Linked DNA regions of Mus musculus: region 2 is linked to region 1. Evidence: chromatin contacts called from public promoter capture Hi-C data. All regions are on one chromosome and are shown on one strand. Each heading gives the region's core, a stretch centred on a gene start, on an enhancer-like site or on the middle of the called end of the contact. The rest is flanking DNA. Distances are from core to core; before and after follow the strand shown. Region 1 holds the start of Inafm2 (InaF motif containing 2). Region 2 holds the start of Zscan29 (zinc finger SCAN domains 29).

Evidence for each region. Promoter capture Hi-C pulls out the DNA fragments that hold promoters and counts their contacts.
Region 2: a promoter capture Hi-C map of liver shows a contact between it and region 1, with 4 times the contacts expected there. The contact joins the promoter of Zscan29 here to the promoter of Inafm2 in region 1. A contact is called at or near these places in 1 of 39 promoter capture datasets (liver) and 1 of 9 other capture datasets (liver).

Annotation. Positions count from the first base shown.
Region 1 is chr2:118,743,842-118,747,919 of GRCm38.p6, forward strand. It overlaps Inafm2 (InaF motif containing 2), which reads left to right and starts at 1,917. Exons shown (of 1, transcript NM_001301269.1): 1 at 1,917-4,078. The coding sequence starts at 2,274. The coding sequence ends at 2,732.
Region 2 is chr2:121,169,163-121,173,240 of GRCm38.p6, forward strand. Zscan29 (zinc finger SCAN domains 29) reads right to left here and starts at 1,963. Exons shown (of 5, transcript NM_001290819.1): 1 at 648-1,963; 2 at 37-241. The coding sequence starts at 962. It overlaps Tubgcp4 (tubulin, gamma complex associated protein 4), which reads left to right and starts at 2,006. Exons shown (of 18, transcript NM_153387.3): 1 at 2,006-2,309. The coding sequence starts at 2,232.

The DNA.
Region 1 (4,078 bases), core at 667-3,166:
ACAAAGATTTAAGATCTTGTGTGAGATCTTAAACTGTAATTCACCTTGGGATGGTCCTACGATCAACCCCACCAGGAAGGCCAGAGAACAACTGAGAAAGGAGAAAAGGACATTTGATTGCAATTTTTGGACTTTAATACTACAGGCCACCTTCAAGACCTGCTCTGGCTGCTCCAGAACAGTACCCCGTCCCGCCCCCACCCCTGTGTGTGTCTCTCTCTCATACACACACACACACACACCACCACCACCACCACCACCACCACCACCACCACCACCACCTATCAATCCACAGAAGCCCATAAACACTAAACTCTCAATGTCCTTGTAATATCTCAGAAATTAAAAAGGCACGGTTTGCCAGGCAGTGGTGGCGCATGCCTTTAATCCCACACTTGGGAGGCAGAGGCAGGTGGATTTCGGAGTCCGAGGCCAGCCTGGTCTACAGAGTGAGTTCCAGGACAGCCAGGGCTACACAGAGAAATCCTGTCTCGAAAAACCAAACCAACCAACCAAACAAACAAAAAACAAACAAACAAAAGGCTCCTTGAAATAGTATTGGGTGGCCCATTGCTAGAGACACAGCCCCACCTGAGCCTCCAACCAGGACCAGATTAGAAACTTGTGGTTCGAAGCCCACTAGTACACTGCATTCTGGTAGCGCTTCCATGGGATGGAAAATTTGGGGAAGGGCTTGGATAAGGAAAGTCAAAGTCAAAGGAAAGGGAGAAGTGGAAAGGGCAGAGGGAGTCCTGCCCAAGAGGTTAGAAGTCAGTGGGGCCCTCGCAGAGGCCACGCCCCACCCCAACTACATCAGGACCACAGACCTTTCTCCTACTCAGACTCATAGTTCTCTAATCCACTGAGACATCCAGGCTGCTCACAAAGACAGTTTTGGGAACACAGGGAGAGTCAAGCAAGAGGCACCCAGAAATCAATCGCGGTGAATTACAAAGAGGAAATAGGGATGAAACAAGCAAAGGGGAAGAGGGTGAAAGTATAGAAAGGGTGGTACTAAGAGTCCCTGCGTGCAGAGGGGTGGCCGGCATCCAAAGGGCCCTAAGAGCAAAAAGGCTGAAGCCTGGAAGGAACAAGCCTCAATGGGAAAAGACAGTTCTCTACATCCTGGGGTTGAAGAGAATCAAAGAATGAAAACGCTGGGAGATGTCCTCCACCAGTTCAGTGCAGCCCCTTGGGTACAATTCGAGACCAGTCCTGAAAGTCAGAAGACCAGAAAGTAGGACCTGAGACCTGTTGTGGGATTTGAGATTATGCTGGCAGGTCAGCCTAAGAAACAAACTCAACCTTTGGCTCTTGTCCCTGTGGCTCACAGTAGTCTGACTCAAGGGTCCTAAGAGGACCCAATCAGGCAAGATTCGAGTGGTCTCGGAGTCCAGACCAACAGAAAAAAGGAAGCGAGACTGACTGCGGTGTGCGGGCGCCAGGTTCCCAGACCCGAACCAGGCTCTTTGGGGTGAAGGGATCTGGGACACTATCCCCTCACTATTCTAGAGCTACCCGAGAGCACAAGCTTAGTGTTAGCTCCACTTCGGAGACCCGGTGTAGGTGGGCCTGGTTAGTTCTCCCACCTACCATCTCCTAGCCTGGGCCATGTGAGGAGACGCCTGAGTTGACAGCTTTCTACGGAGCCTGCCCCTCCCTGCCACCTCCCGGTTCCGCACTCCCTCCCGCAAAGTGCCTTTCCCCCTTTAAAGAAGCTCCTGTCGCCCCTTTAAGGCCCAGCCTCCCTTAACTCTCTCTTAACTGGGCGTCCCCCACGGGGCCCACGATTCCCCGCCGCAGCCGCCTCCCAGCGCGGCACTTCCGGGCCCCTACATCGCCCTTTTAAGGGGCAGCCCCCCGGCAGCGCGCGGCCCCGCCCCCTGCACCGGCGCGCCCCGCGGGGGAGCCGGGCTAGAGCCGGAGCGCGCGGTCCGCGCGGCCACTGGAGACCAGGCGGCCGGCGGCCGGGCAGGCGGCGGCAGCGGCAGCGGATGGGGACGCGGAGTCGGGCGGCTGTGGCTGTGGCGGCGGCCGGGAAGCAGCTGGCGGGCCGGCGGCGGCGGCGGCGCTGGCGGCGGTGACGGGCCCAGGCCCCGGCGGCGGCAGCGACGCGGTGGCGGGCTGCGGGCGGGCGGCGTGAGGAGCAGCGGCGGAGCGCGGGGCCGCCGGGAAGCCAGGGCGCCGAGACGCCCCCTGCCCAGTCCTCGCAGGCCGCCAGGCCCCCTCCAGCCGGGGCCGTGGAGCACCGGGGCAAAGGCCGGGGCCCCCCCATGAAGGAGCGCGACGCGGCCCCGGCCGAGCGGGGCAAGCCGGCCACCTACACCGGGGACAAGAAGGCGAAGATGGCGGCCAAGACCAACAAGAAGTGGGTCCGGCTAGCCACGGTGTTCGCCTACGTGCTCTCCGTGTCGCTGGCCGCCATCGTACTGGCCGTCTACTACAGTCTCATCTGGCAGCCGGTGGGTGCCGGGACCTCGGGGGGAGCCGTCGGCCCGCCCCCCAGCGGCTCCAACACCACCGGCCCGTCTGGGACTTCGGGGGTGGCGGCGGGGCCCAACACCACCGGGTCGTCCCGCCGCGAGGCGCCACGCGACGCACCCCCGCTGCAGGCGGCGAGGCCGGCGCCCCCGGAGCCCGCTGCAGACAGCCCCCTGGCTGGGCCGCTCGAACGGCCGCGGGGGCTGGACGAGGACGAAGAGGAAGCGGCCGAAGAGCCCCGGAGTCGTTGAATCTCTCCGCGTTGGGGACGGTCGGGAATCATCGTCCCCTAAGCCCCCAAGCAGGACTTTGCAGCAGGACCGGCTCCGGAGCCCGCCGGAGTGACCCCTACGCGAGCGTACGCCCCCACACACCTCAGCGATCGCCAGTTTGCCCCGGGAGCCGGTAATGCACAACCGGATCTTCAGCCAAGGGACCACGATTCGCCGGGGACTCGGGGTTTGATCTTCCCAGCACCGTGCTGCGCCAGGGCCCTGAGCCATAAGGGGAACTGGGGGGGAGGGTGGAGAGAGCCTAGCACCCAGCCCTTCAGCGCTGCTAGCTCTGGTGTTTCCTAAACGCAGGGGGTGACTCGGGCGCCCCCTCCCCAAGACTCAGGGGAAGGTAGGGAGTTGTGTAGGGGCTCTTTTTTTTTTTTTTTTTTAAATAAGCCGAGGCTCTCCCAAAGAAGAGAGCACCAAAAGTAGCGGAGCTCAGGTACGTCAACCTAGTTGCAGTGGCCAGACATGCGTTTAATTTATAGATCCCTGTATATAGTTGTTGACATATGCACTAGACGCTATAATCACATAGAACTCTATGTATCTCCCCACAGCCTGGGTAGCTACTGAATGGTGGGGTCCAGCAAGGGCTATTTGCTGGCCTTCAAACTGCACTTAGCCAGAAGGGCACAAACACAAGCTTTTTTTTTTTTTTCTTTTCCATCACCCACTCTTTCACCTGTTCCCTTCCTGTTTCAGAAAGATAAGTTCCTGACGTTCTTGCACAAGAGTATAATCATTCTTAGACCCCTACCATGGCCGTGGAAAAACCTTAGCAATAGAGACTGTTTAGGGAGGGTGGGGAATGTGCTGACCCCCTCCGGTTCTCATCCTAGTGCTCCCACCAAAGTGGCTTCCTGTTGTAGCCTGAGTCTCTGGATCCATGCCAGGGGCGATGGCAAGAAAGAGTAGAGCTGCTGTGTTTAGATCAGTCCCTTCCCTCACAGAATTCCTTTAGGAAGAGCAAGCCTTTTTAAGTACAGTGATTGGCAAGTGTTTTCTCTCATTCCTTTTCCGGCTCCTCAACTATCTTACCGGTTCCAGATCTTGTCTTATTTCATTTCTTGCCCTTCTAGATCTTGTCTTACTCGTGTTTGCATTTCCTAGTTTTTGAGCCTAACACAGCAGCTTGCCGTTAGAACCAAATCAGTTGCAAAACCAGAGCTTTGATGTGGTTCTGAGTTGCTTTATAGGGTGAGAAAGAGCAGAAGGTAGAATTCAAGTTCAGGAGTGTGCCTGGCTAGCCAGTGAAGAGACCAGCTCTTGGAAGATTGAACTGGCAGCTCATCTTTCTCATTCCTTATAAGCTTCCACTT
Region 2 (4,078 bases), core at 713-3,212, 2.4 Mb after region 1:
AGAGGGCTCTGTCTCCCACACACATCTACTCCTCACCGCTCCTTTGAAAAGGTCTGAGATTCTCCTTTGGGTTCATCTGCTCCTGTAGTCTCAGGGCTGGCCTTCTTGCCCTCTCTTTCTTGGATACACCCTTGGGCTGGGGTTCCACTGACTCCTGCAGAACACTTAATAACTCCTGTGATGATTTCAGGGGTGTCATCTTCTCCGAGTGCATTTCCTGCCCCTTCACAGAGACTGTGACCTAGAAATAACCCCCCGTTAATTGACATGGTCATAACAAGGGGCATTCCCAGGGGGAGACCATCCTCTGAGGCCAGGCCAGAGTGGAGGGTGGGGAGTAGGACAGACAAGTGTTTATTCCGTTATCATCAGCTTAGAGTGGTTGAAACTGCAGAAAGATCAAACAGAAACCCAAATAGCAGCTGGAAAAGAAACTTCCCCCATTTTTTCTCTTAAGAAACTGAAGTGAAAGACTTACTGTAACAGAGTAGGCATCTCCAAGCAAGCCCTACCTGAAAAAGTAACCCTTCCAGATCAGAAGTATCAAAATCACCAAACCTCTTTACATCCGACTGATCTTAAACTGCCCCTCCATCCTTGTCTCTCCCCAGCCACACACTTCTGACTGTATTCCCCCTCCTCCTCACCGAATGTCCAGGTCTTCCAGACTCTCTTTCTAAATCTTCCACCAGTGTCACCGCCTCCTCTCCATTTTCTGGACATTGCTTCTGTACCCAGTTCTGGATCTCCACAGGTAGCACAGTCAGGAATTGCTCTAGCACCAACAATTCTACAATCTGCTCCTTGGTCCGCACCTCCGGCCTTAGCCACCGACAGCAAAGTTCCCATAGTTGGCTGAAAGCCTCCCGGGGCCCAGCCACCTCCTGGTAATGGAATCTTCTGAAGCGCTGTCGTAAGCTTTCAGAGCTTGTGCCATTTCCTCTCCGAGTGGGTTTGGCCATCTTTCACAGCAGAAAGCCGTTTCTCTCCTCACTGTCTGGGTTCTAGGACTTATTACACTATCTTTGCATGCCCTTGGAGAAACACCTGCAGATGAGTCTCTCTGTAAAAAGGAGTTTTATCCTAGAGTAGAGAGAAATGGCGCTATCTGAGGAGAGTATCTTTACATGTTTAAAACCTTGTCAGAGCCGGCCTGACTTTCAATATGCTCGAAGTGGCCTTCTGAGGCAGTACCTTTTCAGGACAGCAAATCAATAGGCAAGGTGAAAATGACCTTTTAAAAACTGCATTTCTAGGTGACGTTTAGAGTATCCCCAGGAAGTTGCAGAGAAAAGAAAAATCTGTCCGCTTCGCTCCCACCTCAGGTAAATCATTAGCGCCCCAGATCAAATCGGTCAAAACGTTTGGCGAACGACAACAAAAAGCCTCTGTCCAGCGAGCGCCGGCTATTCTCCCCTAGAACCACCGCCGTCCTTCCAGAAGCTCCTGGTGTCTGCCCCGCCCCTTGAACACCAAACTACAAATTTCCACCCCGAACCAAAGTCAAGTGCCGAACACTGGGTCTCTTGCTCGCGCCTCCCGAACGAAGTAAGAACTCGGCAAGAGTTCCGGGGCGACAGATGGGGAAGGTCGCGCACCGGGGGAGCCGACTTGGGCTTCTAAATTGAGGTGGACTAGGGGAGAGTTACAGGAGTTGGTGAAGCGAGGAAGCTCGAGGGGCGGCAGTGGTGGGTCTCCTGAGAACGAGGCCGATGCGGGCCGGTGCTGCGAGTCCGTGGGCTTCGAGCACAGCTCCACAGCGGCGGCTGCCAAGTTCCAGCTTTGTTTTCTTCCCTCCGGCCGGGTCACTCTGGGAGACGTCGGCAGTCGGTCAAAATGCCACAGACCCTGCCAAGGCGTCCTGAGGACTCCCGCCGGCCCACCCCAGGCCGCGTCTCTCTCAACCAGCTTCTCAACTCACTCTCATCCCTTCCCCTCCTGGGCTAGCCTCAGTCCCGCTCTCAAGCCGGAAGTCCGAGCGGGCTTCTCCTGGAGCCCAGGACGCATGCGCGACGGCACCGGCGCCTCCTCGCGGCTCCGCGGCGGGAGCGAGGCGGTGGGCGCCTGGGCCGCGCGCACTTCCGGGATGCGGCGCGCGGCTCTGTGGCATCTCCTCTCCCGGTGGACTGCGGGGATTCAGGGCAAGAGATTCCGCTGGGTGTGAGGGGTCGCCCGGAGAGGCGCTGAAAAGAGGAGGTGGTAGATCTAGGGACTCCCGAGCCGCCCTAGAAATGATTCACGAACTGCTCTTGGCCCTGAGTGGGTACCCAGGGTCCATTTTCACCTGGAACAAGCGGAGTGGCCTGCAGGTATGCAGGGGGTCAGAGACGAGTCGCTTGCCGCGCGGCGGGTGCAGCTGAGCCGCAGCGAAGGGGCGGGACCCGGGGAACTCCAACCGACCGGCGCCCGCGAGCGGGGAGAAACCGAGGGCCAACCCTACGGAGCTCCGGCTATGGGGGCCCTGCGGTCCCGCGACTCCTGCTAGAGAACCACTAGGAGTGGATAGAACCACACTTCTTTTCACTGCATATGAATTTGTTGTTAAACTGAATCCCTAAATGTGTAGCTGGAATTAGATGATAGTTATTTGAGGGAAAAGGGGGAGGGATAGGGAACTCTTGCATTGATTCAAATTGAATTTTGAAAGTAGTGGAAATGTATACAAAGCGCTCAAGACACAATACTCAGTAAATTGTGTTGGATGAAAAAAATGAATTTGTAAACATATGGTGTTTCCCTCCTTTCTTCGAAAATTTCTGTACCAGGTGAAGAACTTGAGAGGGGGTTTTTCCTGTAATTAGAAGAGTATAACAGGAATGTACCCGTTAGTTGTTTTCTCTTCCTCTCCCCCTCTGTTCCTTTATCTCCCCCAACCCCCGTGAGAAGCCCAGATATAGCGTGATACTCAATATTTTGCCGAAACTAAATTGGCAACACTGAGTTTAATAGCCAGGCGTAGTGTTTGTGCCTGTAATCCCAGCCTTTGGGAAGTTGAAGCAGGATTATTGGTGTGATTCAAGTCCAGCCTGGGCTTCACTGTGGAACCTTCTCTCAAAAAAGAAAGCAAGAAAAGAAGGGAACAGAGGGCAGAGAAAGGCAAAGAAAAGAATGACAACTACAAATGTGTCTAAGTGTGTTGTGTAAAATGGTATCAGTGACTTCAAGGTGGAGTTGACTTTTTCACAGTAATTAAGCCTAAACTAGAATTTTTTTTTTTAAAACTAGAGTATGTGTCTATGTTGTATGAGTGTGGGCATATATGTCACAGAGTGTATGAAGAGGTCAACTTTATGGAGTCACTTCTCTCTTCCCACATTTGTGTAGGTTTCAGGGATTTAACTCAGGTCTTCAGGTTTGTGTAGCAAATGCCTGACTCTCTGAGCCATTTCACTGATCTTAAACCTAGAACTTTTCTAAAACTCTGTCAACAAGAAGTGTTCAAATTTGATAACTGTACCCAAGGAGCTAAAGGGATCTGCAACCCTATAGGTAGAACAACATTATGAACTAACCAGTACCCCGGAGCTCTTGACTCTTAGCTTCATATGTATCAAAAGATGGCCTAATCGGCCATCACTGGAAAGAGAGGCCCATTGGACTTGCAAATTTTATATGCCCCAGTACAGGGGAATGCCAGGGCCAAAAAGTGGGAGTGGGGGGGTAGGGGGGTTGGGGGGGTATGGGGGGCTTTTGGGATAGCATTGGAAATGTAAATGAGGAAAATACCTAATAAAAATATTTTTAAAAAGTCACAAAAAAATTGATAACTGTAGAAGTGTCATCAGTAATAAAAGACACACATACATATATATTGAATCTGTAACTGTGATTAACACCTGTCATTCATATTATCTGTTATCACAGTTATCTCCACTTTTTACTTCTGAAAACTAAGACATTGAGAGGTGCCATGATGTAACTTGCCTAAGCTTTCAAGCAAAACATAATTTGAAGATATAAGCCAAGGGAGTCTCTGTCCCTGTCTGTTTCTGTCTGTCCTCTCTCCTCTCCTCTCCCCTGATCCCCTCTGTGTAGGTCAGAGGACAACTTGCAAGAATTTCCTACTATGTGAGTCCCA